Linked DNA regions of Mus musculus: region 1 is linked to region 2. The links are chromatin contacts, called in public promoter capture Hi-C maps. All regions are on one chromosome and are shown on one strand. Each heading gives the region's core, a stretch centred on a gene start, on an enhancer-like site or on the middle of the called end of the contact. The rest is flanking DNA. Distances are from core to core; before and after follow the strand shown.

Region 1 (6,345 bases), core at 1,300-3,799, 400 kb before region 2:
AGTCACAGTAGCTGACATGAAACAGACACGAAACATCTACCACAATAACACAACAGAGAGCTCAGAGTAAGGCCAGGCAGATTAGGTGGTCTCTGAAAGAGGTGCCTTGAAGCCACACAGACCACATTTCTAGCAATGCCACATGATCAGCGAGACAATATAAAGGCATTCAAAAATAAAACAAAGCTCCAGCTGTCTCCCCCTACTTCCCGACAAGAAAACCCATTCATCCAGAACACATTGTTCATGGTACTGCAGTTCCAGCGTGTGTGAATGATGTCCATGAACTTGGCAAAGACAGATAGGATGTTGATGCTGCTGTTAAAGATGATACTGAGTCTCTGGAGAGAGAAAGCTTGAAGTCTTTGCAGTGAAACAACATCAACAAGCCCAGGCTACAGAGAATATATACCCTGACTCCAAAGCTTTAACAACAACACAACAACAATAATGATCAAAAGCATATACTTGTCAGCTATTAGGACGGTAGCCATTTTTAATCTTATTTCCATTATTTATTACATTATTACATAATGTGCAAAATTAACATACTTTATTTCGGAAATTAGCTGAAGTTACAGATGTGCTCTGCCATGCCCAATGTTTTCATGGATGCTGGGCACCCAAACTTAGACTCTCATGCTTGTACACAAAGCACTCCACGTTTCCTTCTTGTGTTCCTGCCATTTGTTTTCTTTTCTTTTATCTTTCTTTCTTATTTTTAATAGCAGAGTCTAAGTGCCATCCATGTCCTGTGGGATCATCCGCTGGAGCATGGCCAACCTGCTGAGGACCACACAGCCCAAGATAACTGACTCTCATTCCTCTAGCTGCTGTTGGCTGTCAGTAGCTCAGGGAACATCATGGAAGACAGAGAGCAAAGACTATAAGAGTCAGAGGTCACGGAGGACCAGGTATCTTTGGACACGACAGGACTGCTGTACTCATTAGCCAACAGCAGCTGTGGCTTCATGCATAAGAGTTGCTCAAGATCAAGCCAGCCAGTGTTCTATCATGGATAGAGGAAAGTCAACTGAGCCTCCATTGTCTTCTGACTTCTGTTGTTTCTGATACAGCATTCGCTTAAGTCGCCATCAAGTTGTTCCCTGTGTTTCTTTTCTTGCCCACTGTTCATTGGGTAACATTATTTTTGATGTTCATGACTTTGACCATGGAAAACCTAAGGGTGTTTCCCTTCCACATGGCAATGCCCACCTGTGGAAGGAGTCTCTCTGCTCCCCTGGTGGGTGGCTTCTGCACTGGGCCTGAGTTGTTTGCTGAGCCCGAGTGTGAAACTTTCCCCATAGGAAAAGCTGGAGTTATGGGAATGTGCATATTGTAAAGGCACAAGGCTGCAACATCCAATCAGAGATTCCTCTCTGCTCTTATAAGTGCCTGGACCCTGCCCTTTCCCCTACTGACCCACATTGTCCTGTGGGTCATCTGGGCAGAACATCACCTGCACGAATGAAGTCACCTCATCAGGAGAACACCCCACTTTCTCCTTTGTGTGTTTCTGAGCCTCACACTCCTGCAACCCCTAACCCTTGGCTTTGTCTCCCCCAGTCCCCCCTGTGCCTGGCTTATCTACAAAGACGTTTCTGATTTTCTCTAAGCTTCTGCTCCAATCTAGTCTTCTCCATCCTGTGGAGACATTAAGAACTCTGCTGGGGTCTTAGAAAGAGCCATTCTTCCATATTGGTATTCCACACACCTGCTCCCATACCTTACCATTTAGAGAAGGGAAGGCATTTAGATTTAGTTCCTAGGGATTTGAAATTAGGACTGGGAGGCTGAGGGTTAGGACGAGGAGCCATACGGACCCCAGCCTGCTGGGCACACAGCTAGTAAGCAGCAGAGGCGGAATTCAGACATGGGCACCAGGCTGTACTTTCCCTTCTGTTCCTAGGTCCCACCTGGCTCTGCTTGATCACCAAACACACAGTCTCAGGGGAGCTTTTGTGAAACCCATGTTGTCCTGCCAGTCATTGGTGAAGCAGCTCTGTCATTGGCTCCTTGGAGGGAAGGATGGGAAGGGCAGGCATCTGCTGACTTCCCACTTCTGCTTTCTCCAGGAAATGAAGAGAAACCCAGCACAAGTGATTCATAATGAAACACTGTTGTTGATGGCTGCCATGCGAGGCCAGGTCTTGGTCTGTTCCCCTGAGCTGAGCCATTGGAGGCTGGGGATAGAAGCACTCACACCATGTGACATCCGCAGGCTTTGACCACCACCCTCCAGGTACGTCTTTCTGATCTTGGATAAGAGAGATCAGCCAGGTGGGGGCTGTTTGTTGCGGTAGACTGCCCCGCTGCTTCCTGCAAAGCCAACTGTGGAGCACATGTGTGACCATCAGTACTTAGTCTGAATGCGGGGTGGCAGAGAGGAGGGACGATTGGCAGGAAGTGAGCGGTGAAGGAGGTCCTTGTGGTCAGTGCCTCTCAGCACCCTTGTCACTTGTGAGTTTTGCTGAGCTGACCAGGCACTAGATCATTCCTTACCCTCTGACCACGGGTTAAGTCCCTTCTTTAGACTCTGCTGAGAGGTAGGAGTCTGCCACAGCTGGGGAAAACTAACTCTGGCTTGTGCCACTGTCAAGGTATAGAACGGGACACTGACTGAGACGCTCCTCTCATAGCCCTGGTGTAGCTTGTGAAGGGTGGACCACCCACCCTGGCCTTCGGGGCAGCTGGGCAGACCTGGTCTTGCCCTTAGCTGGCCCCACCCTTGCCTGCCCCAGGATCTGGTAAGTAGAAGTCTCTTAAGGTGGCATTTCTTCACCTGCGTTATCACACGCAGCCTTTGAATTCCAATGTTTCTCATTAACAGCAGCATCTGGGCCACTGAGGATTGATCCCTTTCTCCTTCAAAACCCAGCTTTCAAGAACCTAATCCTTTGTCCCAGTCTTTCCGAAGTGATGACTGGGCGTTGGGTACTGTCTTTCTAGGGAATATTTCAAGTATAATTGTCTCCATTTCTATCCACTTACGTCCAATGAACTAGTAAAGAGACAAGTTACAGATGGGGCCTGTGATGCCGGTGCGGTGACATAAAGTGGGTTGGAGGAATGTGCAGGATGGACAGGGAGGGCACACATCTGCTGAGAGGACACTGAAGGAGCCCAGCCCTGCACTGTGGTTTCTGAGAATTGCTCTTAAAAGCCTTCAGGAAGGCTTGGAGGTCAGTGTGGTACCTTGCAGTGAAGGGTGTGCTGGGGGCTGGGGACTAGCCAGAGAGTTGGGTGTGGGCTCAAGTGTGGGAAAAATTCTCCTGTCTTTACATCCTTGGTGTCTGGTCTGACCTCCTATGGGCCTAAAAGAGTTTTCTTTTTTATTAAATTTTAAAAAAACCTTATTTTATTATCTTGTGTGTATAGGTGTTTAGCCTGAATGACCCTCTGTCCCAGCTTTGGGATTATTGTTTCCTTGTTTTTATTTCTGATTCCTCCACTATCTCTAAATTGTTTAATACATGTCTGGTAGTTTGAATGGGAGTGCTTTCCTTAGGCTCATATATTTTCATACTTGGTCTCTAATTGGTGGAAATGTTTGGGAAGTGTTAGGAGGTGTGGCCTTGTTGGAAAGGGTGAGTTACTGGGGGCGGGCTTTGAGGTTTCAAAAGTCCTCTCCCTTTGTTTCTAGTGAGGGCCTCTCTCTTTGCCTCTTGGATGTGATTTTTAGACTCTCAGCTGTTCCTGCCACTGTTCCTTTGCTCTGACATCATGGATTCTAATCCTCCGAACCTGTAAGCAACAGATTAAATGCTTTCTTTTGTAACTTGTCTTGGTCATGGTGTTTTATCACAGCAACGGAAAGGTAACCCAAACTATATATGGCTTTATTTTATACTTTTTTGAACTTAGCCTGAAGTTAGGCGCGCGCGCGCGCGCACACACACACACACACACACACACACACACAGAGTATACTGTATGCATGAGTGTGTGCATATGTATGCAGGTACACATACCTGTGCATGCATATGGAGAGGACAGACTTTGATATCAGATGTCTTACTCTACTGTTCTACATCTTTATCTTTGAGACAAGGTCTCTGAATGCCCCTTTGGATAGATTGGTTGACCAGTAAGCCCAGGGAATCTGCCTCTCTTTGCCTCCCAGATCCAGAGATGTAGATCTGTGCTGCTCTGCTAGCCTTTATGTGGGAGCTAGGAAACAGGACTCAGGTCAGCATGTTTACCCAGCGAGCAATTTTACCCTCTGCACCATCTCTCCAGCCTGAATTAAACATTATTGAAGACTTGCTTAATTGCCTCAAAGCTATGTTTTTGAAATTTGTTTGTATTGCTGGAAACCCTTTTAATTTGTTAATATACAATTCTGTGCAGCATTTATTTCATGAACATAGTTTTCTGAGAGCCTGCTGATAGGCACGTGAGACATTTCTAGTTGTTTTTGTCCTATTACAAACGGTGATACTATGGTTCTTCTTTTACATCATCCTAGCATAGATGTAACAATTTCTCTGAAGAGTGTATCCTGGAAATAGAATTGGGTCACAGGCAAACTTATCATCAGCTTTAGTGTGTGCTCTGAAGATTGGTTCCAAGACACCCCTTACACTTGTCTGCATATGTTCAAGTCCAATCTACAAACTGGTACAGTATATGGATATTACCTACATATAACCCCCACCCACACGAATAGCTGAACCCACAGGGGTGGAGCCTCAGATCCAACATGCGGATCATTTTACTGAACCATCAGCAGCAACAGGGCTGCTTCTGTTCCACAGTTTTTACCAAATTTGATAGGAGCAATATTTTTAAATGCACGTTAGCCTTTCATTTTTCAGTCCTTTATCCAGCTGGAAATTATTTTTCACCTGTTCAGTATGGGTTAAATATGTTTTTTTAAAAATTGTTTTTGAACTTTACTTTTTTGAGATTTTGTATATGAGTACTATATATCACTCACACATTTCCTCCAAATTCCATCTCCCCCTTTCCAAAATCCATGGCCTCTTCTTTGTTTATAATTCTCACATATATGTGTGCATGTGTACATATGAATGCACACACACAGATAATCAACTCAGTACATTTGATGCTGCTCATATGTACATGTGCCCAGGGCTGACCACTTGGTATTGGTGACATCCTATGAAAGAGCTCATGCCTAAAAGAAACTGTTCTCTGTCTTTCAGAGCCATTGACAGCCTATAGCTCTTGTGGGGTTGGAACCATGTGTAATTGTCCCTGTCTGTGTTGGCATGTCTATTGGTGTTGCCATTATGCTGGTTCTGTTCAGGCAACCTTACTGTTGATATTCGTGTGTGTGTGTGTGTGTGTGTGTGTGTGTGTGTGTGTGTTTTCCTTATCATGTCTAGGGGACACTGACCAGCACAGGCACCCTGGGCCTCTGGCTCTTACACTCTTCCCACGCTCTCTTTTGTGATTTTCTGAGCCTAGGGATTGCATTGTAGATGTATCAGTTGGCACAGGGGCACTTCATAGTCCCTTATTCTCTGCATTTTGACCAGTGGTAGATTTCTGTAACGGTATCTGCTGCAAAAAGCAGCTCCTTGATGAGGAGTGAGAGCTGCTCTTATTTGTGGGTGTAAGCATACGTGTTTAGAATATAATTAGAAATCATATTGTCTTAAGAAGCAATAGCAGTTTAGCTGTCTTTTTCTTTATATAAATTCCAGATGAGCTTGTCTTAAGAAGCAATAGCAGTTTAGCTGTCTTTTTCTATATATAAATTCCAGATGAGCATCTCAGCAGTGTTACAGTGCTGTCCTAGATGAGCATCTCTGAAGTGTTACAGTACTATCCTAGATGAACTTCTACGTGGTGTTGCAGTGCTGTCCTAGATGAGCATCTCTGCAGTGCTGTCCTAGATGAGCATCTCTGCAGTGCTGCAGCTGTCCCTGATGAGCATCTCTGCAGTGTTGAAGTGCTGTCCTAGATGAGCATCTCTGCAGTGATGCAGTGCTGTCTTAGATGAACATCTCTGCAGTGCTGCAGTGCTGTCCTAGATGAACATCTCTGCAGTGCTGCAGCTGTCCCTGATGAGCATCTCTGCAGTGTTGCAGTGCTGTCCTAGATGAACATCTCTGCAGTGCTGCAGTGCTGTCCTAGATGAACATCTCTGCAGTGCTGTCTTAGATGAGCATCTCTGCAGTGCTGCAGCTGTCCTAGATGAGCATCTCTGCAGTGCTGCAGTGCTGTCCTAGATGAGCATCTCTGCAGTGCTGCAGTGCTGTCCTAGATGAGCATCTCTGCAGTGCTGTAGTGCTGTCCTAGATGAGCATCTCTGCAGTGCTGCAGTGCTGTCCTAGATGAGCATCTCTGCAGTGCTGCAGTGCTGTCCTAGATGAG
Region 2 (6,217 bases), core at 550-3,049:
AAGAAACCTCTCAACCACCATACCATGGGAAGGAAGTAGGACAGATCATTAGCCTCAACTGATAGACGAGGAAACTGGCACAGAGAAGATGACTGCCTTATTTCTCTGTGCTTGCAAAAAACAGAACAAAAAGTAACATGCTGGAAGTCTAGAGCTGCCTCGCGGTCCTCTCTATGCCCTACCTTTATGTGAAAGCATTTAAGAGCAGAATGACTGGGCCCCAGAGCTTAAAAGGGCACCCAGAGATTGCAGTACCAGGATGTCTTTCCATGACACTGTGGGGACTGACTTTAGCCAGTACTTTGCACCTCAGAAGCACCAAAATATGCCACACGCTATTACTTCTCTTTGGGTTTGTCAGACGGAGCATCTTAAAAGGCTTACTGTCTGCAATTTTTCAGTGAATTGTCTGTTTATATCATTTTACTTTATTCTTCGTTTTTAAATTCGACCCCTACCCCAGATTCCCCACGATGGAGCGGCCTGTATTTCTGTCGGCCCAAAGCAGAAAGAAAGTGAGGTTAGAGACTCTGTTGGCTTCTGGCCCTTTGCCTGGCAACGATACTGAGTTTGGTTGTCCTGCGCACCCTTATTCACTGCTTGCTGGTCCCTGCGACCTCCTCATTGTCGCTGTCAGGAACCAACATCCACGAGTGGATGAGAGGGGTCTGTCGCAACATGCCAATACCAAAGACCCAGGTATTTATTGTGCTGCCCCTTCGCGGTGCGGGTGCTCGCTCGTGGATACCTGCTACGGTAATCTTGTCTGTGTACCGGATTCAGGCCACACCTGCAGACTCAAGAAACCATTAGGAGGCAGACTGCTTGCTTTTCGGTTTTGTTCAGTTTTCTGGAAAAGGCATCTTAAAGCATATGAGTGCTGCCTTCCGAAGAAGCACAGTTGACGCCAAGGGCACTTTGCGAAGTAGCCCTCCTCCCCGCAGCCGCTGCTCTCAGTGTCTCTGCGTACTTCTAGCAATCTTGTAGCTCCTCTCACTTTACCACGTTTCTTCCTCTCTATGCCTGACTTTTTATTTCTTCCCAGTCCTTGCCCACCTTACTCCCGCTTCTCTCCTTCCTTCCACCTTTCAATGCTTGGCCAAAAACAAGTGCTTTAAAACAAACAAACAAAAATGCTTCTGGGTCTACTCTATTGGCCATTCCTCTGCCCGCTCTACTCCGCACACAGTCATCACCAGGAATGGGGCAGCCCCACCAGCCTGTCTCTTCTAGGCAATTATCTTGACTTGGATCGATTAAGCTTAACTCAGTTCTCTCACAAGCCTATGAAGGGAACACTATCTTCCACTTCGTTAGGTCAGAAGCTGAAACTCAGGGTGCTCAGGGTGCCAGAAGCATGTTCCGGTTTGGGAGGAATGAAGCCACAGTTGAAGCAGACTGTCCTTTAGCCAAGCCTGGAGCTCTTCCTCTGCACCCCCCTCAGCCCTCTCCTCCCTCAGCCCAGCATGCTTGTAAGCAGCATCTAAACTGAAATGGGGATATTGCCCACTATCCCACCCAAGTCAGCAAGGCCATCTAGCCCGAGGGATGTGTCACAATTCAGAAGGAAGCCCATGGGTGTCTCATCTACAGTTTAAACTCACTGGGCTCCCAGGCTGGCAAAGGGTAACACCCACTCCATTTCTACTATCTGCCTTCACTTACCTAAGAGGAAGAGGAGGACTCTCAGTAATGGGACCCCAGAGCTCATAGTGGTGTCTGTCCTGACTCCTTGAGATGAAGCAAGTGAGCTGTCTGACCCCAGGCTCCAGGGATGGGAGCTAAGCCCCCACGTGACTGACAAGGAAGGAAGCTACAGCCACAGCCAAAGACTGTGGGTTCTTCTTGGCCCTTTGCAGGCAGGGGTGAAGGAAGTTCCTGTTATTTGGGCTCTGCCTAGTGGCGAGTGGGAGAGAGTTCATGTGTGCCCAGGAGGGTGTACCACTGGATGCTAAAGCTCGCAAGTCCTCCTCTGGCTCTCTCCCCAGATCTCCAACACTGAAGCATCACTTTGGTTTCTTGCCCAAAGACCCCTGCTGGTAGGTCTTAAAGGAGAATGCTGCCTGCTCTGGTCTGTACAGAAAGCCAGATTTTAGAGTAGCCTCTAATGCCTGGGGCTGGAACCACCTCCTCTCCCTCAACACAACTCTGTGATAAGTCATTGGTTCTTTGGAATCTGGGGAGGCCTGTTACCCTCTTCTCAGAAACCTTTCTGATGCTATTAATATCAACCAGCCCCTAAGGCATGTGAGACCTTTGTCTCTGGGCTGCAGCCTTGATGCCTGTTTTTTGTTTGTTTTTTGTCTTGTTTTGTTTTTCCCAGAGAGAGCTTATTGTGTAGACCAGGTTAGACTTAAATTCTTGATCTCTTGCTGAGGCCTTTTTCATGCAGTGATTGCAGATGTGTGCAAACAGACCCAGCTATGTAAGTGTCAGACATCCACACTCAAGTAGACAAGGTTTATAAAATAAGTCAGGAGCACTGAGACATGGATGGATATTGAAATGGTTCTTAGAAGGTTCTTCATGCTAAAGAAGTATGTCTGCTTCTTACCACACAGCAAACAACAGGATATGTTCACAGATTAAAGGGCAGGCACACACTTTCTAATGGTATTCATTCAGCTGTTTGCAAGGGTGGCGGTATGAGGGGCCAATCCCTAGCCCTATAAGGGGTTGGTCTCATGCTGCTGTGTATTCAAATACTAAATACTGGCCCCCAAGATCTGGTTGCCACCCAACGTGGAGATCCTCACATACACCAGATGATGCTATGTATCCTTGCCCTCCAAGCTAATTGGCCAATAAAATACTGTGACTGGGCAGTAGATAGAGGTAGGCGGGTTTTCAGTTACCTGGCTAGGAGTTTCAGATAAAGACAGAGAGAAGAAGAAAGGACACAGAAGGGGGAGGAAGCAGCCACAAGAGGAGAAAGACCATGAACACGTAGCCAGGAGAAACAGCAAATAACAAGGGACATATGACTGGGATGTAAATTAAATAGCTCCAAAACCTGCCCAATCTTGGCTTACAGCATGTAAATAAAATACCTGGATTGTGTGTGCTTTATATGGCTAGGAAGAGTTTATAACTCTTTTCACATGACCCCTGCTCATAGCAGTCACCACGTGATAACATCTCTGCGGTTTATGTGCCGCTCACTTCTGCACTGGTGGGAGGGAGGTGCTAGGCTTCCCTTCAAGGTCAGAGAATGCAAAAGTCATTTTTTTCCACTCAAGTTCCCAGAACTCTCGTTGGGTTGCCTCTCCCGGCTCATCGAGCTGATGTGAGGCTCCAAGTACGGTAGATAAGCAATGTTACTTTTTAAATGTTCGATCCACATAGTGACAAGTCCGGAGCCTCTAACTGAGCTGGCAGAGGGTGAGCCACCCACTGGGCTCTCATGTTAAACCTCTAAGTGTCAGCCAACGATGGTAGCCCTTCCTCCTGGGCCTAGTGCTCTCTGAGGACGTGACACTTACGTGACCCTCACAGCTTCCTGTCTTGACTATTAATACTGACTGGAGTCTGACAGAGGAAGAAACCAAACCACAGTCTACACAGAGGTGGGTATGAAAGCTGAGCTTGGACCACTCAGTCAGCAGTGTATGCCACCCTCCTGTCAACCTTTGACAAGCATCAGAGACCCACCTGTCTGAACAGAGGTGGCCAGATGACTGGGGTGGCCAGATGTTCATTAGACCGTTTCTCATGGTTACCTCTGCTCCTTCTAGGTGTGAGAAGCAAGGAACTCATGCATCCTGAGCAATGCAATCTGCAGCATTTTAGTGACTTAAAAATGTTCTATCCCTCTACCTCACACATACTAATATATTTATATAGTCTTAATACATATTTCAATGTGGTTCTACATGGAGGTTAGAAAGTTTCAGGCCATCTTGGGCTCTATGGTGAGACTCTGCCTCAAAGCAAGCACACACACACACACACACACACACACACACACACACACACACACACACACAAAAGCTGAGCATGAAGCTCAGCAGTAGAGCATTTGCCTGATGTACCCAAGGCCCTAGGTTAGATCCTAGCCCCTCAACAATTTAAATACTCACACATGTTTCTCTTAACACATATTAATCTAAAAGGAGTCCTTCTTATTAATGATGTGTAGGAGGAATTCTTCACCTGCTCTGAGAGTGCTATAAGGAACTGTACGAGTTTGAGAGACACTTGGTGATGAAACGTATTTATTACCCATGCGGATGACCCAAGTTTGGTTCCCAGCACCCACACGATGGCTTACAGCCACCTGTAACTCCAGTTTCAGGAGACCTGGCACCCAGATGGATTAAGTGGCCCTATGCTGATATAAATATCCATTTTCTGATGCTGGCAATCAATTTTCAAGTGTTTCCACATGGCAAGTTAATACAGTCATCAGCCTACTCCCTGCTCTATAGCTTCTGGGGACCTCCTCTCAGAGAATGGCCTGTCCATACTTCCCAGGAAGGGTAGAAGCTTCAGAACTTCTGCTTTTGACCTGACATCACTTCCTGAGCTGGGAAATCGAAGCCTTCTGGCTGCTAGACTGGAGAATAAAGTAGAGCTCAGAGCCCAAAGATCTCTGCTAGGCTAGAGGCTACAAAGATCGCCTGACACCTCCAGAGACCTCTCTGGTGTGGCATGATGCCCCAGCATGTGCAGGTGTCCTACCCTATGTGCCTGTCATGAATAACCCGTGGCTACGGATGTCACAGGTACCATGATGGCTCCCACAGCACTAGCTGGAGAGTGGGAGGGCCCAAGTCACAACTTTACCTGGTGCCCTATACAGCTTGAGCTTAGCATTAGGACTACTTAATGGAGGAATCAGATGCTGGACTAGTTAGCACAGTGTCTGGTCCAACAGATAGAAATAGAATAGAACATACCTGGTACTAGAGAGGTCACCTTACATCCAGTCAACAGTGAGGGCCCTGCTTCAGCAACAGTGATGGTCTGCCCTCCAACCAAGCCTCTGTTTCACCTCCAACTCCGTCATTCCATGGAGTCTCCAGTCCTCCTCATGTGCCTCCAGCCCTGCCCCATATACCTTCAGTATAAGATGGGAGGGATGGTCAAGCCGCCAGCATCGTGAGATAGTCGCAAAAAGTAAAGACAGGGAAGATTTGACACAGAGGTGGGCTATTAGATTAACACAGGACACACAGCTATTAGAAGCATCCAAGTCACATTCACCTCTAACTGCCCCAAATGGCCATATATAGGCTGCAAGGGAAATCTTTAAATGTCAAAGGATGTGTAGCATACAGGTCATCTTTCTTAGCACAGTACAACTGAGTAGAGACAGGGACAGAAATAGACAGCTAAAGTTCAGCAGAGTTGGAAATCTAAAGACTTTTTTTGTGACACAGAGGTCAAAGATGAAATCACAGTGAGAATTAAAAGCACCTGGAGTTGAATGGTCATAAAAACGTTACACAGCAGATTTCATAGAGCATCAGAGTTAACAGAAGGAAATGTGTAGATGCAAACTAAAAAGAAAGGTAAGAGATTGCATGGCAACACGCACTTGAAATTCCAACACTCAGGGAACAAGGGTGGGAGGGTCCTAAGGACCAAAGTAGGCCAAGGCTATGTGGCAGAACGCTATCGAGAGAGAGAGAGAGAGAGAGAGAGAGAGAGAGAGAGAGAGAGAGAGAGAGAGAGAGAGCAAAAAGAAGGTCAGAAAAAGAGAAGGCTGTGTAGCTACAAGGTGATAAAACCAACATGATACTCTTTCCCTGTCACCTCCTCAAAACAAGGAAGAATAAATAAAAACATGAAAGCATAAATAATGGGCCAGAGATGAAAGACTCAGCAGGAAGGCCAACAAAGCTCTGAAATCTCTTCTTCTAATAAAACTAATAATACTATGAACTTCTCAAAGAATGCATTCTCAAAGAATGCATTCTCAAAGAATGCATTAAAAGAGACAACAGATTTTAAAAGCATAAAATATCAAGAGTAACCAAGAATATGAATACAGAACAAGCTAATCATGCCATAATGACAACATTAATAATTTTAGACCAATGGATTTAAAAGCTTGGGGGAAGTAAATACATATAACTTCCTGAAAAGGGAAAATGATAATTTCCTGAAGCACACAAGAGGAAGAGAAAGCAGGCAGAGTCCACCATCTTTTAACAAATGAAATCAAGTAGCTCAAAGCCCCGTTATTACATGGAAGGGGCAAGCAGGTGACTCT

The links. Promoter capture Hi-C pulls out the DNA fragments that hold promoters and counts their contacts.
Region 1: a promoter capture Hi-C map of the HPC-7 cell line shows a contact between it and region 2. The contact joins the promoter of Wdfy4 here to the promoter of Tmem273 in region 2. A contact is called at or near these places in 14 of 39 promoter capture datasets (the 3T3-L1 cell line, 3T3-L1-derived adipocytes, the HPC-7 cell line and 7 more), 3 of 484 Hi-C or Micro-C datasets (LSK cells, embryonic stem cells and nephron progenitors) and 1 of 9 other capture datasets (adipose tissue).

Annotation. Positions count from the first base shown.
Region 1 is chr14:33,181,270-33,187,614 of GRCm38.p6, reverse strand. It overlaps Wdfy4 (WD repeat and FYVE domain containing 4), which reads left to right and starts at 2,549. Exons shown (of 59, transcript NM_001146022.2): 1 at 2,549-2,747.
Region 2 is chr14:32,781,545-32,787,761 of GRCm38.p6, reverse strand. Tmem273 (transmembrane protein 273) reads right to left here and starts at 1,799. Exons shown (of 5, transcript NM_001163616.1): 1 at 1,666-1,799. The coding sequence starts at 1,711.